Regions from separate parts of the Mus musculus genome. Here regions 2 and 3 are each linked to region 1. The links are chromatin contacts, called in public HiChIP or PLAC-seq maps. All regions are on one chromosome and are shown on one strand. The core of a region is the stretch at or near the end of the contact, and the rest is flanking DNA. Distances in the headings are between cores, read along the strand shown. Region 1 has its middle 20 kb from the start of Serpinb6e. Region 2 has its middle 15 kb from the start of Serpinb1c. Region 3 has its middle 11 kb from the start of Serpinb9d.

Evidence for each region. HiChIP or PLAC-seq counts read pairs in DNA pulled down with a chosen protein or histone mark.
Region 2: a FOXA1 HiChIP or PLAC-seq map of pancreatic cancer cells shows a contact between it and region 1. The contact joins two enhancer-like sites. A contact is called at or near these places in 3 of 15 datasets of contacts at CTCF or cohesin (embryonic stem cells, large pre-B cells and pro-B cells), 4 of 484 Hi-C or Micro-C datasets (cerebral cortex, cortical neurons and embryonic stem cells) and 2 of 115 datasets of contacts at active chromatin or transcription factors (large pre-B cells and pancreatic cancer cells).
Region 3: a FOXA1 HiChIP or PLAC-seq map of pancreatic cancer cells shows a contact between it and region 1. The contact joins two enhancer-like sites. A contact is called at or near these places in 1 of 115 datasets of contacts at active chromatin or transcription factors (pancreatic cancer cells) and 2 of 9 other capture datasets (adipose tissue and liver).

What each region holds. Positions count from the first base shown.
Region 1 is chr13:33,821,459-33,825,612 of GRCm38.p6, forward strand. No RefSeq gene overlaps it. Among named protein-coding and RNA genes, the nearest start is that of Serpinb6e, 20 kb to the right of the region's middle. Within about 2 kb of position 2,078, at least 7 of the 459 cell types and tissues checked have an H3K27ac peak or open chromatin away from gene starts, as enhancers often do. A contact at or near this core is called in pancreatic cancer cells, where this site is marked.
Region 2 is chr13:32,911,030-32,915,183 of GRCm38.p6, forward strand. It overlaps a transcript of Serpinb1c not described here. Among named protein-coding and RNA genes, the nearest start is that of Serpinb1c, 15 kb to the left of the region's middle. Within about 2 kb of position 1,917, at least 80 of the 459 cell types and tissues checked have an H3K27ac peak or open chromatin away from gene starts, as enhancers often do. A contact at or near this core is called in pancreatic cancer cells, where this site is marked.
Region 3 is chr13:33,180,279-33,184,432 of GRCm38.p6, forward strand. No RefSeq gene overlaps it. Among named protein-coding and RNA genes, the nearest start is that of Serpinb9d, 11 kb to the right of the region's middle. Within about 2 kb of position 2,158, at least 2 of the 459 cell types and tissues checked have an H3K27ac peak or open chromatin away from gene starts, as enhancers often do. A contact at or near this core is called in pancreatic cancer cells, where this site is marked.

The DNA of each region.
Region 1 (4,154 bases), core at 828-3,327:
TACCAATCTGGAGGATCTTAAAGCCAGCAAAAACTAGTCTAGGTATTTGTATGTTTATGTTTATAATAACTGTGTTACTTCCTGCTTTTTCCCTGTCTGAACTCTGAATTTGTCTGAGCTTTCTGTATGAGATCTGCAGAGCAGAACAGAAGCAAGCTTGTGTAGAGGTAAATGTGGAACCCTTCCAGACATGCTGAGATGATTTATTTCTGTGGAACTTGGTGTTTTGTGTTGCCATGGTAATTCGTCTAGGTTTGAACCTTGCTGAGGAATCTGTCTGAGTGTCAGAAGTTTTCTATGTGGTCTAAGCAGGTGAGTACTTGTCCAGTGGCACAAAAACTTATGATTTGTGTGGAGGCTAATTTCTCTAAATGTTAAAAACTTTCTGTGAGATCTACAGAGTGTAATGAAAACTTGTGTAAAGATAAATGACTTATGTTGCCATGGTGATTTTTCCAGGTCTGAGTAAACATTTGTACTGAGAGTTTTCATGTGTCTGTGCGTGCCACCTTCTGGTTTGTTCTTGTTACTACAGGTTGTATTTTTTTCTGTTTTTGGTTGAATTTTGCTTCTGGTTGTGCCTTTTTTCTGTTCACAGATTCTAAACGATGTCACATCCTTTGTAGTTCAAGGCTTCGAATGTGTTTCTTTGGCTTGTTGAAGTTAGGATAGACGTATCTGTGAGCTGTGGTTATCTCAGGGTCAGGAGACATCCTGAATCTCAGTCTGGGGTGGGTGTGGGCTTGGGGGGAGTCAAGAGACACCCACCAATCTGATCCTTTTCTTGTGGGTGTGCACCATTTTCTGATTATTTCTCATTTCTGCCTGATAGAGAGAGCAAGTTAGATTTGTGTTTTCAGTGGCATAAAGAGTTCTTTTTATGTGAGCACCATTTTCTGATCATTTCTTGTTTCTGCTCAATAGACAAAAAAAAAAAAAAGGTTTTATTTGTGGTTTTATTTATTATGTTTGTGTTTCTCGTTACATAATGATGATGATGAGGTTATTTTGATGAAGTAATTTTGACTTTGATGGGCTTATTGCTTTAACAAAATGACTTTTACAGGTGATTTTGACAAGTTGACTTTAAAGAAGTGACTTTTACTTAGACAGACATATTAACATGAGACAGGTTACCTCTACTGTATTCTACAGGTTCCCTTCACCACAGAAGAGGCCAAGAAGCTGGTTCCTTGTCCCACAGGGAATCCTCTCCCAATATGCTTGCTTTCCCTTGACTCGCCCAGATTGAGATTTTTTTTAACACCATTAAAGGTAAAAAGAGGTTTTAACCCCGTAAAGATTTTAAAGGTAAAAAGAGGCTCTTGGTAAGTCATCAGACTGTGTTGGCAGGTCTCAAGGCAGCCACAAGATGGCCCACAAATTTGGCCATAGTATATGATATTAGACAGTAAAAGCCCTTTTAGAGAAAGTCATGGAGACATTTCGACAATACACCACAATGAACTTTAAATTATTAGAAACAAAGGCAGAAATTGTTCTAGCTTTTGTTAATTAGGTGGCACCAGATATTAAGAAAAAGCTCCAGAGGATTAAGAAGTTAAAGAAAAAGTCTGAGGGATTTAATGATAATAGAAGAGAGAATATTTAATGGAAGAAAGACTACAGAGGAGAAGCAGATGAGAGGACAGAAGCAACAGACTCCAGACCTGGCAAAGATCCTGTTGGCAGACAAACCAAAAGACTGTAAGAGATGCCTAAAACAGATAGCTTCAAAAGAAGGAGGTAAGGGTGGCCTTAAAGATCAAAAGTATCCCCTCCCCAAGCACAGTGAATCCCTAAAAGTAAAAGGAAACCCCACTAGCGTTTCTATTGATAATTAATAACTTCAACATTCTGTCTTGCTAAAACCTGAAGATAGAGTCTCTTCATCCATTTATAAATGACTTCCTAGTGGCAACAGAAACAAAACAAAATCACAGGACCTCTTAGATACCATGAAAATTTTGGGCTATTGAGCCTCTGCTAAGAAGGTCCTATTGTGTCAACTACAGGTGACCACCCTAGGCCTGGGGGATGCCTACTCAGACTCAGGGTTCTGGCATCAGTTAATGGCCAATGTGTCACCAATTGGCAGAAGCTGGCCCCCACCCTGTTTACACATCAGTGCAGCAATGGCCTCCTGGTTAAATATTATGCCATGATGACTCATTACCAGCCTCTCTTCTTGAATGTCTGCAGTATAACTTTTCAGCTGCCCTGCTGCCTGACCCTGAGCATGAGTGATGGGCTTCTGCATAATTGCTCTTGGCTTGGTACTCCTATATTGAGTACAAGGTGAATGTAGAGGTAAAATGGTTTACCAATGGCAAAAGCCTCAATCAGGATGAACAGAGTTATGCTGGGCAGCAGTGGTCTCAGACACCAAGATCATATGGGCAGAGCCACTCCTGGCAGGAATGTTAGCCCAGAAAGATGAACTGGCAGCTCTGACCAAGGCACTGGAGCTGAGAAAAGGCAAGAGACACACATAGCCAGTGTGCCTTTGCTACCACTCATATTCCTTAGGCTATTTATAAGGAGAGGGACCTTCTGACAGCAGAAGGAAGAACTAAACTCCATCCCAGAAGGCAACAAGACAGCCCAATGAGTGCCCTGAAAAATTGGGCCCCTCACATCCTTGATTGCCCTAGACCCAGGAGATTCCATACTCTGACCAGACAGAAGACATGATCAAGGTCAAAAGCCTGCCCACCTCTTTGTATCATAAGAGATGATGGAGTACAGCTGACTACAAACTGATTATACTAGAGAAAATGGATATACACATACTTTAAAAGATCCATTGTTCTTCATACATGTGATACTAGAAAATGCAGGACTTAGTCTGCCAGTCCCACATCAGAATTATATATGCCAATTTGAACAGCTAAAATTATTAAAAACTATAAGGCTTGTCAATTGACCAATACAGTTGCTAGTGAGAAGAACCCTGGTACTCAATACAGGAGGAGTACCAAGCCAAGAGTCTCTCAGGAAATGGACTTAATGGAGGTAAAACCAGGAAAATTCAGATACAAATATTTGCTAATATTAAAGATACCTTTTCAAGATAGACTGAGACTTTCCCAACTAAGCATAAGACTGTGGAGACAGTAACAAAGGAACTACTAAAAAAAATCTTCCAAGATATAGTTTTCTAAGCATATAGGCCCAGACAATGGACCTACATTTGTGTGCAAGGTAAGTTAGAGATTAGATAATATTTTAGAGATTGATTAGAAACTTCATTGTGCACATAGACCCCAGAGTTCAGGATAGGTAGAAAAGATAAACCCTAAAAGAGATTTCAAATAAATTGACCTTAGAGACTGATGGTGACTATTTTCCCCTTCATCCTTTATAGAGAACAAAATTCCCCATATCAGATGGGATTCACCCCTTTAAAGTTATGTTTGACTTACCTACTGACAGAAGTCATATGATCTCAAGGTTGTCCAATGGGTACACAAATGTGTTTGGCTTAAACTTTGTGCTTTCCATAAAACAGGATCACCTCCAGAGCTCCATCAACTTTAGCCCAGAGATTGGGTTGTAGTCAAGTGACACTGCCAGGGGTCACTATTGATTTGCTCAAAGGGTCCCTGTACTACAGAGTTATAGTGTAGGTCTGGCACACATCCATTTACAGTTGAAGAAGATCTTGGCCAGCAGGAGGAGAATTCAGCCTCAAGACTCCTTCCTGTCTCCCATTGATAGGCCCCTACCCATGCTCCAAGGACACCACAAAGATATAGCCCTGTTACTGTTTTAATAAAGCTTCAGGAAGTCCCATGGTTGGGACTTCTAGTCACAAGAGAAAGTGGGGAGGGAGATGCTAAATCTTTTAAATTCAGGCTCCATTTTAGAGAACCTAGCCTAAGTTTGAACTCGGCAAACTAACAGTCTGGTACCTAACATTAGTTTCCAAGCCCCCCCCCCAAAAAAAACCCTTGACCCTAACTCCAGTCTCTAGGCTAATGCCCAATAAGACCAGTATCTCCAGGTTATTCCTCCAACAAATCTGCACCCCAGGTAACAAGCCCACTCCTTGCGACCACTAATGCAGAGGGGAGCAGAAGTTAAGTTTATGATATGACTCCCAGCACCAAACAATTACATTAAAGACCACAACAGCTTCCCAATTAGATGAT
Region 2 (4,154 bases), core at 667-3,166, 910 kb before region 1:
GATTATCGTTATCACCAAGCAAGTGAATGTGACTTGTATGATAAAGACTTTAAGACACTGAAGAAATTGAAGAAGATAGCAGTAAATGGAAAGATCTCCCAGGCTCAAAGATAAGCAGGGTTAATATACTAAAAATGGTCATCTCACCAAAGCATTATACATATTCAATATAATCCCCATAAAAATTCTAACACAATTCATCACAGAAATTGAAAGGACAAATTTCAGTTTCATATGGAAACACACACACACACACACACACACACACACACACACACACACACCAGCATAACTAAACCAATCCTGAATAATAATAATAATAATAATAATAATGATAATAATAATAATAATAATAGTAAACTACTGGTGGTAGGAACTTCCCTGATCTCAGATTGCACTACAGAGCTATAGTAAAAACAAACAAACAAACAAACAAACAAACAAACAAAACAACAACAACAACAACAAACCAGTATAATGTTCTCACAAACACAGATATGTTGAATAATGGAATCAAATTGATGACCCAGATATAAGTCTGCACACCTGTGAGACCTTCTTTTTCACAAAGGATTCAGAAATACACACTGGAAAAAAGATAGCATCTTCAACATACGGTAGTAGTAAACTTCAAATGTATGATGGCTATATGTCAAAAATGCAAATAGATCCAAACTAAGTACCCTGCTCAAAACTCTTGTCCAAACAGATCAAAAGACATCAATGTAAGTCCAGATACACTGACTCTGATAGAAGAAAAAATTGGGGGATAGTCTTGAACTCATTGATACAGGAAAAAGACTTCTTGAACAAAATACCTATAGCATAGCCCCTAACATCAACAACTAATAAGTGAGACCATGTAAAACTGAAGATTCTCTGCCTCTCGGGGAAACCAGAAGTCTGTGCCAACTCAAGCAGGACATTATACCCCACATCGTTCCTGGCCTCAGAAGATCATTACAGCATGCACACACACTGTGGAGACAGTTTTTGTATCTATCAGATTCTAGCAGTGTGACAAAAAATAGCCAGACAGTGGTGGTGCACACCTTTAATCCCAGCACTTGGAAGGCAGAGGCAGGCCGATTTCTGAGTTCGAGGCCAGTCTAGTCTACAGTGTGAGTTCCAGGACAGCCAGGGCTACACAGAGAAACCCTGTCTCAAATAAACAAACAAACAAACAAACAAACAACAACAACAACAACAAAAACCCCTAGAGTAAGCAACTAAAAGTTTATTTTGGTTTATAACCTCAGAAGTTCCATCTGTTGTTGCTCATTCATATTATTGTGGAGCTGTCTTGAGACAGTGCATTATGACAGTGAGCCCTTAGTGTGCAGCACTTCTCACTCTGTGGAGACTGTAGGAAAGGATGCAGAGTGGAAGGGTCTGGGTGACAAAATCTCCCTCACAAGCATGCCCCATTCACTACCCTCCCCCAACCCCCATGAGTCCCTGCCTCCTAATCTTTCTGCTGACTTCCTACATTACTGCCTTGGAAAGAAACACTCCAGCATCTAAGTTCAGAAAAATCATTTAACATATAAAACAATAAATAATCTTTCCCTGGTTCCTAAATGCTGATGTCCCTTACATATTGCAAAATGAATCCAGTTTGTGAATCCCCCATACCCTTAACAGTTCCAGCAACGTGCAAAAGTACATAGCCGACTCTGAGAGCCTAGGCACCCTTATTTTTGAAGCTGTGGAAAACCAAAAACAACATTGCACATGCTTCCAATACACAAGCACAAGTGCACACTCCCCTTCCAAACTGAGAGAATGGGAAACTGTAAGGAGGAATCAGACTGGTATGAGAAAAAAAAAAAAAAAACCAACAGGGCAAAGGTTAAATCCATTAGCTTTGTCTGGCATCCAGAGAATGTGATAGCAGGACTCAAGTGCTAACAGGCCTGGGCAGTCCCAGTCCTGGGAACTGGTTGGCTGTGGTTCATCTGGGCTCCCTCTTTGGGGCCAAATCTACTCTTTGTCTACAGCTTTTCCAGGCAGCACAAGTTGGAGGAGTGTGGAACATGTTTCACTTTTACATGGATTCTGGCTTCTTGAAGTGGCATGGATTCTTCCACCCACTGGCCTCACAAAGCTTTCTATTGAAATCTCAGTGGAAGCCTATACAACTCCAACCCCCATCACATGTGCAATACCAGTCAGCAGTAGAGGGAGGAAGGCCCACTTGAGCTGTGGCTGTGGTGACCTTTGAGTCCCTGAATAGCTAAAAGCTGAGGAAGTGAGCCCCAAAGAAAAACTTCCCCAGGCAGCTCTGTGCAAGCAGGACATGTCAGAGCTCATCCCACAAAACAAAGTCATTTAAAATAGTTTAATCCTCTTCAGTGTGTGAAGAGCAAGAACTTGCTAATTCCTGAGACAGCATCCAGCTTTCTTCCTACTGTCCCATACAAAGTACTTGAGTGTGTATGTGTGTATGTGTGTGTGTGTGTGTGAGAGAGTGATATTATATGTGTGCATGTATGTGGAGGCTAGAGATCAACAGTTGATGTCTTCCTCTGTTGCTCTCCACTTCCTTTGAGGCAGTATCTTTCACTATTCACTTGCTTGTAGGTGAGTTCTGGGTATCCATTAGTTTTCCCACAACCCCGGTGTAAGGTTATAGATGCATGCTTCTGTGTCTGGGTTTTACTTGATGTTGGGGATTTGACTGGGGATTTATGGTTTTTTTGTGCTTGCAGAGCAAACATGTTACCCACTGAGCCATCATCCCAAACCCTACTTGATTTCTCTTTAACAGTGACAATTGCTTTAACAAAAACCTCCACTCCCCCAGGCATTTCTGGTAATAAAGTAGCAAGATTTTTGCTTTTTGTTTGTTTGTTTCTTTCTTTCTTTTTTGGAACATAGACTTTACTTGGATCTCATGTGGCAGCAGCATTCCATCAAGATGCAGACAATCCAAAAAGAAGATACCCACATAAACATAATTCCACCTCTAACAACAAAAATAACAGGAAGCAACAATCACTTTTCCTTAATATCTTTTAATATCAGTGGACTCACCTCAAAGACACAGGCTAACAGACTGGATACATAAACAGGACCCAGCATTTTTCTGCACACAGAAGCACACTTCAGTGACAAAGACAGACACCTCCTGAGAGTAAAAGGCTGAAAAAAAATTCCAAGCAAATGCTCCCAAGAAACAAGCTGGAGTAACCATTCTCATATCAAGTAAAATCGACTTTCAACCCAAAGTTATCAAAAAAGATAAGGAAGGACACTTCATTTTCATGAAAGGAAAAATCTACTAAGATGAACTCTCAATTCTGAACACCTATGCTACAAATGCAAGGGCACTCGCATTCATAAAAGAAACTTTACTAAAGCTCAAAGCACACATTGCACCTCACACAATAATACTGAGAGACTTCAATACCCCACTCTAATCATTGTACAGATCATGGAAACACACTAAACAGAAACACAGTGAAACTAACAGAAGTTATGAACAAATGGATTTAACAGATATCTATAGAACATTTTATCCTAAAACAAAAGGAAATACCTTCTTCTCAGCACCTTGTGGTACCTTTTCCAAAATTGACTATGTAATCACTCACAAAACAGGCCTCAACAGATACAAGAAGATTGAAGTAATCCCATGAATCCTATCAGATCATCACGGACTAAGGCTGGCCTTCAATAACAACAAAAACAATAAAAAAGCCTATATACACATGGAAGCTGAAGAACACTCTACTCGATGATAACATGGTCAAGGAAGAAATAAAGAAAGATATTAAAGACTTTTTAGAATTCAAGGAAAATGAAGCCACAACATACCCCAACTTATGGCACCCAATGAAAGCAGTGTGCTAAGAGGAAAACTCATAGTTCTGAGTGCCTCTTAAAAGAAACTGGAGAAAGCATACACTAGCAGAATGACAGCACATTGGAAAGCTCTAGAACCAAAAGAAGCACACAAGAGGAGTTGATGACAGGAAATAATCAAACTCAGGGCTGAAGTCAACCAATTAGAAACAAAAAGAACTATACAAAGAATCAAGCAAACCAGGAGCCAGTTCTTTGAGAAAATAAACAAGATAGATAAACCTTTAGCCAGACTAAACAGAGGGTACAGAGGCAGTATCCAAATTAACAAAATCAGAAATTAAAAG
Region 3 (4,154 bases), core at 908-3,407, 640 kb before region 1:
TGATCCTCCAAATTTTTATCATCTCATTGTGCTAAGTGTCTTCCTCTTACTTGCATTGATTGAAAGAGAGTTTACATTTCTCCCTTTCACATAACCATGATGATCTATTTGGCACACTTAGGCTCATAAAGATATTACAAATCCCAGTGTACATCAATTTTGAACTTCCTCATCACATTCTCTTAGTCCAAAGAACAACTACAAAGAATAAATTAGAAGGCAGCACCTGAAAGCAAACCCAGCAGAGTGGTGCACGAGAGATGATTAATAGTTTCAACTTGATGGGTTCTAGAATCACTTGGAAGATGAGGCACACCTGTTAATTAGGTAAATTGAGATGAAATACACATCTACAGAAACATTCCATGGGCTGGGGTTCTAAATGAGTAAAAAGAAGAATTTGAGCTGAGAATACTTTGCTTTCTGCTTCCAAACTATGAATGCAATGTAACTAACCTCAAGTTCATGCCATGGTCTGTAACTTTGAACCATGAGTGAAAATTAATCTTTTTTTTCCTTAAAATGCTTTCCTAAGTTATTTTGTCCCAATAATCATTGATATTACTAATTGTTCATAGGCTTGAACAAGTGTATGAAGATGTGTGTACAACATTGTGGCACTGTCAGAACAAGATTAACTATGCTAAAGCCATATGTGTATTGCTGTGAAATCCCTCACCAGGCTCACAACTCCTGCCCACCACTGATCTTTTTACTGCATAGTTTCACTTTTTCAAGAATGTCAAATCACTTGAATTGCATAGAATGTTCTTTTTAATCCGGGAACAGACACAAAAGGCTCTTTGACATCTTTGTATGATCTGGCATCTTGTTTTCAGGCATGACGAACAGTCCATAGTGTGGTTGTGAGATTTTGGTCTTTTCAATTGAAAGTGTACTGACTGGTTTTGTGTGTCAACTTGACACAAGCTGGGGTTATCACAGAGCAAGGAGGCGCCCTTGAAGAAATGACTCCCTGAGATCCAGTGTGGGGCCGTGGATGTGTGGGGAAGAGGGGAGTAGGAGAGAGTGCCCACATCCCTCCAGAATTCCTGTGCTCTGAGCAGGCAGATGCAGGAGAACTGGTGGATGCTTTCCACGAGGCCCTGCATGGGCATCTGGCTGTGTGAAGCCACTGACCCCATATGGCAGGGGGTGGACAAGGGGCAGCCCCTGGTACCAGGTTCTCAGTCTCTGGCATCCCATGCTGGATATGGCAGAGGAGCTGAGAAGAGAATAGGGGACCCAGGTTGGTACTCGGCCCTGGAGGGGAAAGGAAGAGAGGTCAGGGGGAAGGGGGGCATTGGGTGGTTTCTGCGCAGGCGAGAGTCCTTCAGAGACAGTCTAGGGTCTCAATAATCATTGATATTACTAATTGTGCACAGGTTTGAACAAGTGTATGAAGATGTGTGTACAACATTGTGGCATTGTACAGAACAAGATTAACTATGCTAAAGCCATATGTGTATTGCTGTGAAATCCCTCACCAGACTCACAACTCCTGCCAACCACTGATATTTTTACTGCATAGTTTCACTTTTTCTAGAATGTCAAATCACATTTATTTATTTATTTATTTATTTATTTATAGGTTTATTGTAGAAAGGCAGGGGGAAAGAGAGATGATAAAAAGAAAGAGAGAGTCCAGCCATGGCGAAGAGGAGAGAAGGAGGAAGGGAAAGAGAGAAAGAGAGTTAGAGAGTAAGAAAGGTGAAGGCTTAGAGAGAGAGAGAGAGAGAGAGAGAGAGAGAGGGAGGGAGAGGTAAAAGTATACAGAGAGAGAGAGAGAGAGAGAGAGAGAGAGAGAGAGCTTAGAGAGTGAGGAGGGGCCAAACAGCCCCTCTTATAGTGGGCTTTGATCTTGCTGTTGCTAGGTAACTGTGGAGAGGAGTCAAGCCAGAAGGCCAGAAGCTTGGTACATTGTGTATGTGATTAATAGCCACATGCCTCTCTGGTGGGGGCTGTGAGGGCGGTGACTTCTATAGGATCCAGGGGTTCAGGAGACATGATTGAATGCCTACTGTCCCATGTAGGTGGAAATTACCACCACCCGGTACCACTGGGTTTCAAGACCTCAGCTTGACTGGAGACCAGGTTGTCTACGCATGGTCCATTGCCCCACAATCCAGCTGTAAGGCATTTACTCAATTAGTCATCAAGGGTGTGAGAGTCCATCGTGAGTGGTGCCATTGCTTGGCTGGTAGTCTTGGGCTCTATAAGAAAGGAAACAGAGCAAGCCACGGAAAGAAAGACTGTAAGTAATCTCCCTCCATGGACCTGCCTGACCTGCTTGAGTTTCAGTCCTGACTTCCTTTGGTGATGAACAGCAACGAGGAAGTTTAAGCTTAAAAAATCCTTTCCTCCCCAACTTGCTTCTTTGTCATTATGTTTGTTTAGGAATAGAAATTCTAAGACAGAAGGCATTCAGCTATATCTCCACTGCCATTTGATCAAATACCAAATCTTGTGATTCATAGGCTGGGTGTGATGGTCTACCCAAATTGACTCATGAAATTAGTTTCATACTGGCGTTTCTCTTACCTTTTTTAGTCTAGGGACACTACTATAGGTTATTAAAATATATATAAAAACATATGATCACATTTGTGTTTTACAAAGGTTGCTAGCCACATTTTGACTTGTGTATATCTTGGGAACTTGCTGTTATAGGCAATGGTGAGAAAGAGGTGTTACTTTGATTCAATGCAACTCATACACCAAGTCAGTGCAGAAAAAAGAAGTTACTTGTACTTGTACTCAAGACACTATTGATTGATCAGAGACTCGGATGAGATTCAGGAGCTGAACTGTGGTTTTTAAGTGCAAACCCCAAAAAAGCCACAATGATGTGTGCCAAATTACATTTGCATTTCCCAGCCATCAGGATTCAGGGGTTAGGGGACTTTCCAAGAAACATTTATTTATGATACACTTACACTGTCCTGTTCCGATTTCTTTGTTTATGCATCCATGGTAGGGAAACATGTCCAGCATTCATGTCTCAACTTGCCAACTAGGAGGTCAGTCACCCAGGGAAGTCTTGTGATTTTAAACTTTGATTCCCCATCTCAAAATGGAATTTCTATTCAAAATGCCTTTGGTTTGGTTGGGATCACGACAGGCAGAACACACAGCCCCTAGGCACACATAATAATATTCGAAGTTACCTGATAAGGTTCAAAGCTTTGATTCAGAGGCTTACATTTACACAAAGGAGTACTATTCAGCTATTAAAAAACAATGAATTCATGAAATTCTTAGGCACATGGATGGAACTAGAAAATATCATCCTGAGTGAGGTAACCTAGTCACAAAAGAACATACACATTATGCACTCACGGATAAGTGGATATTAATCCAGAAGTTCAGAATACTGAACATACAATTCACAGGCCACATGAAGCTCAAGTAGAAGGAAGACCAAAATGTAGATACTGCAGCCCTTTTTAGAAGGGGAATCAAAATACCCATGGGAGGATATACAGAGACAAAATGTGGAGCAGAAACTGAAGGAAAGGCCATCCAGAGACTGTCCCCATCTGGGGATCCATCCCATATATAGTTACCAAACCCAGACACTATTGTGGATGCCACCAAGTGCTTGCTGACAGAAGCCTGATATAGCTGTCTCCTGAGAGTTTCTTCCAGTGCCTGACAAATACAGAAGTGAATGCTCACAGTCATCCATTGGACTGAGTACAGGGAGGGGCTAGAGAATGTACTCAAGAAGCTGAAGGGTTTTGCAGCCCCATAAGAGGAACAACAATATAAACCAACCAGTACCCCCCAGAGCTCCAAGGAACTAAACCTGGGTACAAACCAAAGAGTACACATGGAGGTACCCATGGCTCCAATTACATATGTGGCAGAGGATGGACTTGTGGGACATCAATTAGAGGAGAGGCCCTTGGTCCTGTCAAGACTCGATGTCTCAGTGTAGGGGAATGCCAGGTCAGGAAAGCAGGAGTGGGTGGGTTAGTGAGCAGGGTAGGGGAGATGGGATAGGGGGTATTCAGAGGGGAAATGAGCAAAGGGGATAACATTAGAAATGTAAATAAGAAAATATCTAATAGAAAATGCAAAACGAAAGAACGAAAGAATGAAAGAACGAAAGAACGAAAGAAAGAAAGAAAGAAAGAAAGAAAGAAAGAGGG